Linked DNA regions of Xenopus tropicalis: region 1 is linked to region 2. The links are chromatin contacts, called in public Hi-C maps. All regions are on one chromosome and are shown on one strand. Each heading gives the region's core, a stretch centred on a gene start, on an enhancer-like site or on the middle of the called end of the contact. The rest is flanking DNA. Distances are from core to core; before and after follow the strand shown.

Region 1 (5,858 bases), core at 2,567-5,066, 330 kb before region 2:
TAATGCAAGTCAAAAATCTTAGGGAATCAGTCGTCCAATATTGTTAGAGCATCAAGCATGAAAATGCTGATACAACGTGCAATTAATTTGATAATTACATTACGAAAATTTAGCCGGTAAAAAAATAAAAATGGAAATTCAGCTGAAAATATTGTTAAAAAACTGTCCTTAATGGCAAAAGCGCAGTCCCTGTGCCATAAGTGTGGGTAATGCTGCCTGCTCGCCTTGTGTATTTATCCTTGGTGTCAGATGTAGGGGTTAGAGATAAATCATTTAGCAGTTTCCAGTATTAGAAACAGACCCTGTGGATTTGTTTGCGGGGAATGGGAAGATCAGGCGCTTGGTACTGGCAGGCCCGGTTCCCACTAGCGCTACAGGCTGAGTCCTATCCAAGCTGTGTGCAGTCCCCACCAGCCAACCCCTTGACACGGCTGCACTAAAATGTGCCGAAGGTCCTTAGAGGTCTGTGCCTGTGTCAGTACTTAGTATAACTGGTAGATGGCACAATTTTCCTACATTTAGACAGCAAGGCAGACTGAGAGCAAGGAGTCTATTTAAACCTCTTTTATTTAAAAGATTACTGAGTGGCAAATCAAGGTAACAACTTAGTGCAACCTGGAAATTGAATTTAAGATATTATGAAAGCAAATGGCACATTGTTTCTAATTTTCTTTAAAAAAAATAAATAAATAAAAAATGTTGAGGTCACCAGGACATTTGCTTGTTGGGCTGTAACATATCATACAACAAATAATCTACATTTGGATACATTTTGTACATATCTGATGATTTATAGCCTCCAGGTTCCTGTGCAAATTGACTCCTCATTTCCTGTATTATATATAAACGTTACATTCCATATATAAATATTTATTCTATGTACATATAAAAGGAATCAATGATCTTTCTGCGTTGTGCAGTTATATGTATTAAAAGAAGCAGGGATGTGTGAGCTCTGGGTGCGCTCCTAGGAACTAGGGAGCTTCAAATGAAGAACATGGGCAATGTCATTCTGAGAATAGAATCCTTATGGGAATGATTTCAAGCCACATACAAAAAAAAAAAAATAGATCAACAAAATACAGGAGAACAAAAAAAAAGCATCCTTCCCTAAAATAGGGTTGGAATATTTAGGAAAGATGATTTATAAACCAATTATGCTAATACGTTGCAATTAAACAGCAGGGAAGAGATGTAACACCAAGGAACAGAAAAACGACTTCTGTCAGATAAGAGAATATATGTATGTGTATATATATATATATATAATTTATTGATATATGTATATTGTTGTACATTAAATACTTGTGTCTTGAGTGGATTGGTTGTGGCAGTATATAAACACTTGCTTAATAAACAATAGGACACCATTAAACTAAAATACACAGAAGAATATGGGAAAGTCATGCCTACTTTTCATAAAGAATTCCATAATAAAATAATAGAATGGTGTAATTGTAACTCCATAAAAATGTACTGGAGAGAAAGGGGCTTTATGGAGATGGATTTAGGGAAGGAGAGAGAGAGAAACAGCTTGTGTAAAATAACAGTCTGATGAAAATGCCCCCAGTAGACCAGTAAAAAATGCGCTTTTTCTCCTTTTTATTAGTCATAAGAAGAAGATTGAAAAATGTAAAAAGAGGCCGGGTGGCTGGGAGCTGCCAGGGAAGGGGAATTCAGATTGAGGGCAAATAATTGTATTTGGGTGGGTGCTTGTGTGTCCTATTTGGAGAGTGGATCTCCGGCTGTGCTGCACCAGGATCCCTGTTGGTAAATCCATCATTACCGTTCGGATACAGGGAGAATGCCGGGCTACTAAATTTATCTTCCATTTGTAGCGCTTTAATAGACATTTATTAAATGCTCTCAGAGAGAGACATGCGGCGCCTGATTACATCCCAGTTATAGGCAGAACAGAAAGGCGCGCGTTACAGGCAATTTACTGGAAGGGAAGGGAAAAGGGAAGGAAAAAGACTGGAGATAAGAGAGAGCAGGGGACTCTGAAACAATCAATTGCATTTTCCTATCCAGTCGGACTGGAAGGCAAAGACATTCACGACCAAAAATAGTGGCCCCTTCTCTGCAGGATTCACCGCTGCTGGGGCCCTCAGTGCCCACGGAAGGCTGCCAATTAACTAATACATGTTCTCCAAGTTGCCCTCAGACAGGGTCAAGGTAGGGAGCTGGTACTTAGAGGGTTAATAGGCCTTTAACGCTTTAACAGCTGCTGTGCGGTTTATCTGCGGGGGCTTCTGGGAGCTGTAGTGCAACATCAACTACTGTATGTATCCCTAACAGCAAACAGCAGCGCTTCTAAGCGTTCCCCCAAACAAACATGATCTGTGTATAGAGTTTCTCTTACTACTTGAAAATAGTACCCTCCCAGTCGTAGTAAAACTACATCTCCCAACATTCACAGCTATCTCAAAGTTGTAAGAGACAACAATTAGGGGATGGAATTAAGTCCAACCCCCCCTCACGGCATAGACATATAAATGTCATTTCCTCTTGCAAACGCAATGAAAATGTAAAAACTGGCAGTTAAATGTCCTTTCCACTCTGTACCATCTGCAGCTCAACCAGCCAAACAATTTCACTTGTATCATCTGTGGATCCTGCGCCAATCTGCAATAGCAATTCCAATAATCCAGCTGTATATTATATATATATATATATATATATATATATATATATATATATATATAAAATGGACATTTCTCATTTCTTTCCCTCTATACAGAATGTATGGTCTCATTGCATATATTTTCCTGATTTTTAGACAGCTAATGGCCTATGATCTCCAGTGCATTAATCTCTTCTAATACAGCCAGAGTAACATTCTGCCTGAGCAAACTCAAATATCTTTACTCTGCTCCCAAAATCCATCTCTGGGTGCTAATGCATCTAATGTATTTAACTCTGTAAGCGGTGCAAGCAACAGGGATATTGGAAAACGATTTTTTTTTTCCAGAGAAACACTTGGGCTACGTTAAAGTTTCTAAAAAGAAAATAAATACAATTGACATTGTGCTGGGGGAAAACTCATTAGTTCGGTGTCTCTCTCTAATCCAGCAAGAGAAGTGCAAATTATAGAGTTCTGCCTGAACACACGCTCTGTCAAGTGAAATCAGCCCAGCGCACTGCTGATTCCCACTGCCCAGCCGTCCCCTTGCCTGCTGCTCTCTGGGAAAGGGGCTTGGCTGGAAAAATATTTTTCTAATGGGGGGGGGGGGAAGAAGACTTTTTACATTTTAGGAAGAAGAAGATCCAGCCTCGTTTCCCATCGGTAATCCCAATAAAATGAATATTGCAGGGCTAAGCAGCCTTTGAAAGAACAATATTCCTCTTCCAGGAGGGGAAGGAGGGCTGCAGACTCTCCCTGTTTTGGTAATTAAGCAAGGAGAAACTAAGAAAGCAGATGTGTTTGCTTAGCTAATCATTGGCATGTTTCTTTCTGAGAACCTCTAGCGCTTGGAAATTCCTTTGATTTTTTTTTTCTTCTTTAACCTCTCAAAAAGGAATCTATCTGTATAAATTGTGCCCCAGCAGTGCAGCTCCCCGGGGTCACGTGGCATTCTTTACACTAGTGTTTCACTTTGTCAACAGAGATCACTATTATAGATAAGTGAGCCCCATGCCTTTTTATGATCCGGGGGTAATAATGCGCCGGGTCCATTTCAGCAGACAGCACCAACTATTATCTTTGCATTATCAGGGAGCAGATAAGATTTATAACTTCTGTAACAGCTCCTTTAGCCGTGTGAGTGCTTGTGTTGTAGGGAATGGAGCCGCCTCTCCCCTCTGACAGGTGCTACAGTGCGCAACTACTCACTGCTCACTCCCTGCGCCACTTAGCCCTGCAATTCTCTAGTGTTTACACTTTCTGCTGGGAATATTTATCCCCCGACACCTTGGGCAGACCTTGCTTGTCACCTTTTGGATGCCACAGAGGTCAGCAATGTGTTCAGGCTGCCTCAGGCCCTAGTCTTTAACCCCCAGTTGCCCTCGGGGGTCACTATTATAACCTAACCCCTTTGCACAAGGCCACGGATCTGAAACCCCCCAGATGTAGTTCAAAAAAATGAAACCCCCTCTTGCCATTTTTATTTTTCAAATTCTGACTATTCTTATTTAACCCTTCTTATTTAAACTTTTTAGCGATCATTCTTCGCTCTAAGTGGTTAAATCAACATTTGCACTCTGCTGGGAAGCCTGAGGTTAAAGGGAGAGCGCACAGTTAAGTGTTTGCGCCATCAGTGGCTTTCGGGGTTCTAAACAGAGAGTGGGGGGGTTCCTTTTAGCCTAGTAGGTTACCGAAACTTATCTGCCCAATTTCCCAAGGCCAGCTGGTACCAGGCACCCTCAGATAAACCGAAACGTTAGCAATTGTGTTACAGTCCTACCCCTCTAGTTAATGTTTCATTAGCAGATAGAAACCCTTTCCTGACACAACCTATGCCTCACCTGCATTACATTTTGCCCAACACCTTGCTGCACACTATAATAAAGGGGATCAAACGCTTTTAAGGAGAATGCGCCCTTTTCATAGAAAGAGACGCCTCCGCAGAGGAAAACAATATGGCAGCTCCCAAGCATAGCATTAATTGCTGTTTCATGCTAACAATACACTGTTCCCTCTAATATGCTTATTTATACCTACATGTAAACAGGCAATGAGAATGAGCACTATTTGTCCGATCCCCTTGGCTTTGCACTGGTCAGAGAGCACCCCTTCCTTGCACCCAGCACTGCACATCTATCAGCACATCTATCAGCAGAGCCGCTGCCTGGGAGCCGCAGGGCCAAGGGCAGAATGTTACTGTATTACAGAATGATCAGAAGCCTTTCCCTGGGCCTTCTCCTTGCACAAAGCTGTAGGCAGAGAATGTAGCCTTCCCCTGACTGCTGGCTGCTGCTCACAGATGGAAGGTCCCCCGCCTGTCCTCCCTCAATGTGTTTTGTATTACTAAGCTCTGCCTTTGCCTTGTACAGCAGCTAACATTGTACTGAGAGCCGCCATGTTGGCTCAGCTAATAGGACAGCAAGTCACAAGCAAGCTTAAAGGCATACTTTCACACGCTTGGTTTGTCACTAAAACACCCCCTAAAAATTCCACTTAACGTAAACACAAGCCCTGAGACCAAATAACATAAAGGAAGCAGCTTCACTGTGTGTGTGGGGGGGATCACTGGGAAAAGGGATGATCTGCACATTGCAAAAGAATCCAGACCTTAACATAGGAGCATACACTTAACCCCTTCTCACTAGATCACAAGCGGGTTATTCAGCCGAATGCACGGTGAAATATCACCCCACTCGCTACATCTTTCAGATGGGAGGGAAAAAAAAAGAAAAAAAGATTTCAGTTGCTGGATTTACTGTCTGAGATCGTCCTTGGTTAACTGCAGATTGGGAACAGTCTGGCGAAAAAGACACTTTTATAGTGTTGCCATGTTGAGCAGCAATGCTTAACCCTTGCAGTCCGGGCCTCGGAGGCACTGCATGTCTGAGCCTACCTCCCCAGCCTTTTCCTAGCAAGGAGAGGGTTAAGATCTCACAGAACTTGCTCCTAAATCACATCCCCCTCTTTTGTCCTTTTCAAATGCTTTGCTAGATCTTTTGTTCTAACTCAGCATGGGAAGGCAAACTTGCTTTAAACGTAATAAACTTAACCCCCCTCCCAAAAACTGCAGCCTTCAAACAAATCCTCCTTTAAAGCAGCATACATGCATACACAGGTTTTGTGTTCAGCGATCATACACAATCTGCCTAGGACAAGAATAATGCATTCGGGCAATGTAATAAGACAGGCAGGGACTGGCTTTTGATTTTCAAAATCATAAATTATAATTTAATAC
Region 2 (5,373 bases), core at 1,638-4,137:
TGTACTTGGCAGTAGAGATGTAGCGAACTGTTCGCCGGCGAACTAATTCGCACGAAAATCGAGCCAAATTTTGACCTCTCACCCCAGAGCCAGCAGATACATGGCAGCCAATCAGGCAGCTCTCCCTCCTGGACCACCCCTGGACCACTTCCTTCCATATATAAACCGAAGCCCAGCAGCCATTTTACATTCTGCCTGTGTGTGCTTGTTGAGTTAGCATAGGGAGAGAGCTGTGCAGGGGTTTGAGGGGCAGTTTAGGTAGCTTTGCTGACTAGTAATCTACTTTCTACCGCTCTGTATTAGCACATAGGGAGAGAGCTGTGCAGGGGTTTGAGGGGCAGTTTAGGTAGCTTTGCTGACTAGTAATCTACTTTCTACCGCTCTGTATTAGCACATAGGGAGAGAGCTGTGCAGGGGTTTGAGGGGCAGTTTAGGTAGCTTTGCTGACTAGTAATCTACTTTCTACTGCTCTGTATGTAGCTGCTGTGGGCAGCTGTCCTGCTGATCTCATCTGCTGTAACCCAATAGTCCTTGTAAAAGCAGTTTATTACAAAAGTTTAGAAATGTAGTGTGATTTCTGCCCTTTACAGCACAAAACGCAACGCTATGTCAACAACGTATTTTTCAGAGAAATTTTTGCCCTTGATCCCCCTCCGGCATGCCACTGTCCAGGTCGTGGCACCCTTTAAACAACTTTAAAATCAGTTTTCTGGCCAGAAATGGCTTTTCTAGGTTTTAAAGTTCGCCTTCTCATTGAAGTCTATGGGGTTCGCAAAGTTCGCATAAGTTTGGCAGAAGTTCGCGAACGGGTTCGCAAACTTTTTTTGTGAGGTTCGCTACATCTCTACTTGGCAGTGCTGCGCTCTGTAACTTACACCAATTTTTTGCTTTTCTTTTTGAATAAGCACTAAGGGGTGCACATTTGTGCCTCTTAGTGCTCTGGCACTTGCATACAGAGCCATAGTAACTAGACCCCCTTATAAAGGTAATTCACTTTGCCTGGATGCATATGGCCAAGGCCTACCCCTCCTGAATAAATTAGTAACCATAGCAATCATCTCATAGCAAACACTAAATACTTTTGACATATTACAGGGTTAGATTCACAGGGTGACTTGGTGGAAGGGTGTTGGATTGTGCTTGTCAATTTATTGTGAGGCATGTCAGGAGTTTTTATAAAAGTTTCCCAGTAGTTTTTGGAAAAAACAAATGCTGTATGCACCAAATCCACAATGTTTAAACTCTTCCAAATACTCATACCTCAATAAACATGCAGCAGAGTTGCAGCCAAACCCTAATTTTCTTATTTAATTAAGAGAAAAATAAATAAATTGCATGAACTCTTAATCAAATTATTGTTGTGTTCATTTGACCAGAGGTTTAAACTGATGACTTTCAGATTCAGCGTGGCTGTACACTTGGGAATCCTTATCTCAAGTCTGACCCAAATCCTGGATTTGGCTCATCCCTAGAACAAAAAAATCACATCCTGTGTTTAGTAGCATAGGCAGATTTTTTTTTGTCCGCAAGTTGTGCTGCTTTTATCCTGAAGTTCCTTTTGGAAAGTTTTCTGTTAATGTAGAATATGGGCCTTCATGGAAGCATTTTCTTATTGAATGAATGAATTTACGGTAACAGACATAGGGGCCGATTCACTAAAGTGCGATAAAACGTGCGTTATTTCTAGCGTGCGGTAAAATTTTTATCGCGTCTTAATTTTCGCGACTTTTCACACGATTCACTATAAGCATACTTGCGCTATTTTACGCACAATATTGCATGCGTTATTTAACTTGCGAAGACTATTTCCATGCGGTATTTGACAGTACATGCGCTAAATAACGCACTCGAACAGTCGCCGCATATAAATAGTAGCTTAGAAATAGTGTATAAAAATTGTTGCCGCATATAAATAGTAGCCACATATAAATGGTAGCATATAAATAGTAGATGCTTATAAATAGTAGCCACTAGTGATGAGCAAATGTGTTCTGGTTATCTTTAGTGAAAAATTAGCAAATCTTTTGAAAGATCCATGAAACGGCAAAAATGTTGTGTGGGCAAAAAAATTGTTGCCCGCGACTAATATTTTTTGACGCCTGTGTAAGTTTTTGGACGTGCTGTGAATTTTTGCGTGCAAATTTTTTCATGCGTTTTGCCATTGGCAGATTGTTTTGCCATTTCATCACTTGTAGCCGCATTTAAATAGTCGTGCGAATAAACGCACCCCATGTTAGCCATACACGCCAATACTTGCGGAAAATTACTGTATTAAAAATGACGATTTCGCTGCAAACTGGCAGCTGCGTCACTCTAGGCGAAACACATACTTGAATAAATAACACTGCAAAGTCCATATTTTATTGCCAAAAGCTCATTAACTGTACTTTTCTATAATTATCGCCTGCCTGAAGTAGGTGTTAATTTTCGCATAGCCTAATGCGATATTTAGCGCACCTTACTGTTTGTGAATCATGCGATCGTATTCTTTTCTGTGCGCAACTAGTGCATGCGGTCGCGCGAAAAATAACGCATGCGATATGGCCCCTTAACGCACGCGATAATACTATGGTGAATCGCGCGCTAATTATCGTGTCTAATTTAACGCAAAAAAGCATGCGATAAATTTTATCGCACTTTAGTGAATCAGGCCCATAGTGATTCTGCCGGTGACATACAAATAATTACACTAGATTTACATCTGGCAGTTCTGCGCGGGAGTTTGCCTGCCTTAGCCTTATCCGTATTTGTGTGTATCTAGGGGGGGTGTTGTGTTGTAGGGTTTAATTTCAGGAGTGGCTCATGTCCTTGGTTTGTCAGTAGTGTTGGTATTCATGTGTTCTACCCACAATAAACTCCAACAGTGTTTAAACTGTTTAGTTCCCTCCTGCTGCTCTCTGAGCATGGAGGTCTAATTCTTTTCAGCTGCCATTGTCTCAGATGTCCTTTTACAGGAACAAAATAAGCCGCAAAAAATTTGTTGCACTACTGTGAGTAGAAGCATTTTGTGTAAAACTCTTTTTTTTTTGTTACAGAGATTATCAAACTGAATTTATTATGGCTGCTGAGTTTAACCCTTTGGAATCTGTAGTTTACGGTGTAAATGTGAGTTAAAAAGTGGCATGAAAGCATTTTACCCCTGTAACAGCCCATTTGTATTGACAATACACTGATCTGGTAATAATCTGGGAACTATTCAGCACAGGGGAGAGAGACAATTTTGCTATGCAACAAAGCTCAGAGTGAGCCCCCAGGCAAGATAATCAAAGTACTAATTACACATTATTATAATGAGTTATGATTTAAAGATTTAATTTCAATTACATCAGAATCCCCTGCAGCTCTCCAGCTGTTGCTGAAACTACAACTCCCAGCATCACACAACTAAGCATGCTGGTACCTGTAGTTCAGCAACAGCTGGAGGGCCACAGGCAAACCTTCCCATTTTCTCAAATAATATCTTAAGGTTCAAAAGAAGCTAGGCTTGCCAGCAGGTGGGGCTGTAGCTGGATTTGGATGCACAGGGCCCTAAAGGTGTAACAGTGGGACCTAGAATCCTGGTTTGGGGGAGAATACTGCAACTAAAATTTGTGGGATGCTTTCATTATTAAAGCACACACTCACATATTATAAAGTATCCCATATACAGGATCCCATATCCCATTATCCAGAAAGTTCCTAATTACAGGAAGGCCATCTCCCATAAACTTTATTTTCAGCAAATTATTTTTTATTATAATTGTAAATTGTAATTTTTGAAAATGATTACCCTTTTCTCAGTAATAATAAATCAGTACCTTGTACTTAACCCTAACAATCCTTTAGGGTTTATTTAAAGCTTAAATATTTTTTTCTAACAGCTATGGTGATCCAAATGACAGAAACATCCCTTATCCAGAAAACCCCAGGTCCCAAGTATTCCGGATAACAGATCCTTTATTTGTACTTTATAATGCCATATAATAAGTCAGTTGTATCTTTGCAGTGTTTGCCCCTGTGAGTCATATAGCTCTACGGGGCAGGGACCTCCATCCTCTTGTGTCTTTGACTCTTAACTGATTGCAACTGTATTTATCTTGTATCTATCTGTATTTATTGTTGTACTTTGTATTTATCTATTATTATCTTAATAACCCCCTGTTTGTATTAATGTATTGTACTGTACAGCGCTGCGTACATAAGTAGCGCTTTATAAATAAAGATATACATACATACATACATACATACATACATACATTTGAGGCTGTTCTATAGTTCAATATTCCCAGAGGCCTTAGGGCCTGCTGCCTCTGTGGTTCCCTCCTTTGCTTGTTCACTGGCCTCACAATGTACACGAGGAACCCAGGAAAGTAACTGCAGCACAGATAGATGAGCTGTGATTTAATCACACAGTAAAAATAACCGGCCACATACCCTGTTTAAAAACTTGCCTGCTTCATTTCTCGGCTCCATTACAAAATAAGATTATAGCCGAAGACTTTCTTTAAGGAGCTTTACTCTCATCTTTCAGCGACTTTGCTGAGATCACACACTGTACGAGTGTGTTTATTAAAGGCCTCTCTGGCTGTGCATGCACAGCTTCTCAAATCTCAATTGGAAAGTTGTTTTTGTAATGCTTATCTGTCCTCAAGTCCTTGACCTGCATGTAAACACATTTGGGCAGGAAAACCTCAGGCCAAGACCCTGTGTCCTTGTGTCAACAACAGAGGGAAAAAAAAGAAGCCAAAGTGACCACAGCTTAACCTGAACTGGCCTGGAGTGCCCTCTGCTGCCCTTTGACCAGTCACTTCCATAATCTTTGGCCTGCTGAAGGAACACTGAGCAAGGAGCGGAAAAACCAGTGAAAGTGAGAATAGATTAACCTGGTAAAAATACAAGCATTGATAAACAGCAGACTTTCACTGTGTTTAACTACAATACAAAGTGTTTCCATGGAACAGTCAAGCTTTAAAGTGAGTTGCTTCTAAGCCAGGATGAAATGCCTGCTGCCCTCATATTGCTACTTAAGCACCCAGCTTTTCTTTAGATGCTGGCTAGGGCATCTGGGAAATGGGGATTAGCAATGAGTGAATCTGTCCTGTTTCACTTTGCCCAAAAATGGGAAAAAACAAATATGCGCCAGTTTCGAAAAAAAATCCCGCCAATGGTGAAATGAAGAATTTAGCAGGAAATCCATGTCTGCCAAAAAATTAGCTCATCACTAATGGTGATGATTAACCACAAATAGCTCTCACGCAAAAGGAAAGGAGTGATCATACAATTGTAAAGTTTCCAAGCATCATTTTCATGCAGCCCTTAATAATTTATTTTCTATCATTAGTATCTGTAAGAACAGAAACACTTATACTGGGTAATTTTAGTCTTTAATAACCG

The links. Hi-C and Micro-C count contacts between places; a contact is called where the count stands out from the background.
Region 1: a Hi-C map of neurula embryo shows a contact between it and region 2, with 4 times the contacts expected there. The contact joins two enhancer-like sites. A contact is called at or near these places in 3 of 5 Hi-C or Micro-C datasets (brain, neurula embryo and tailbud embryo).

Annotation. Positions count from the first base shown.
Region 1 is chr3:113,997,964-114,003,821 of UCB_Xtro_10.0, reverse strand. It overlaps a transcript of nr2f2 not described here. Among named protein-coding and RNA genes, the nearest start is that of nr2f2, 11 kb to the right of the region's middle. Within about 2 kb of position 3,816, at least 1 of the 11 cell types and tissues checked has an H3K27ac peak or open chromatin away from gene starts, as enhancers often do. A contact at or near this core is called in neurula embryo, where this site is marked.
Region 2 is chr3:113,664,700-113,670,072 of UCB_Xtro_10.0, reverse strand. No RefSeq gene overlaps it. Among named protein-coding and RNA genes, the nearest start is that of nr2f2, 320 kb to the left of the region's middle. Within about 2 kb of position 2,887, at least 1 of the 11 cell types and tissues checked has an H3K27ac peak or open chromatin away from gene starts, as enhancers often do. A contact at or near this core is called in neurula embryo, where this site is marked.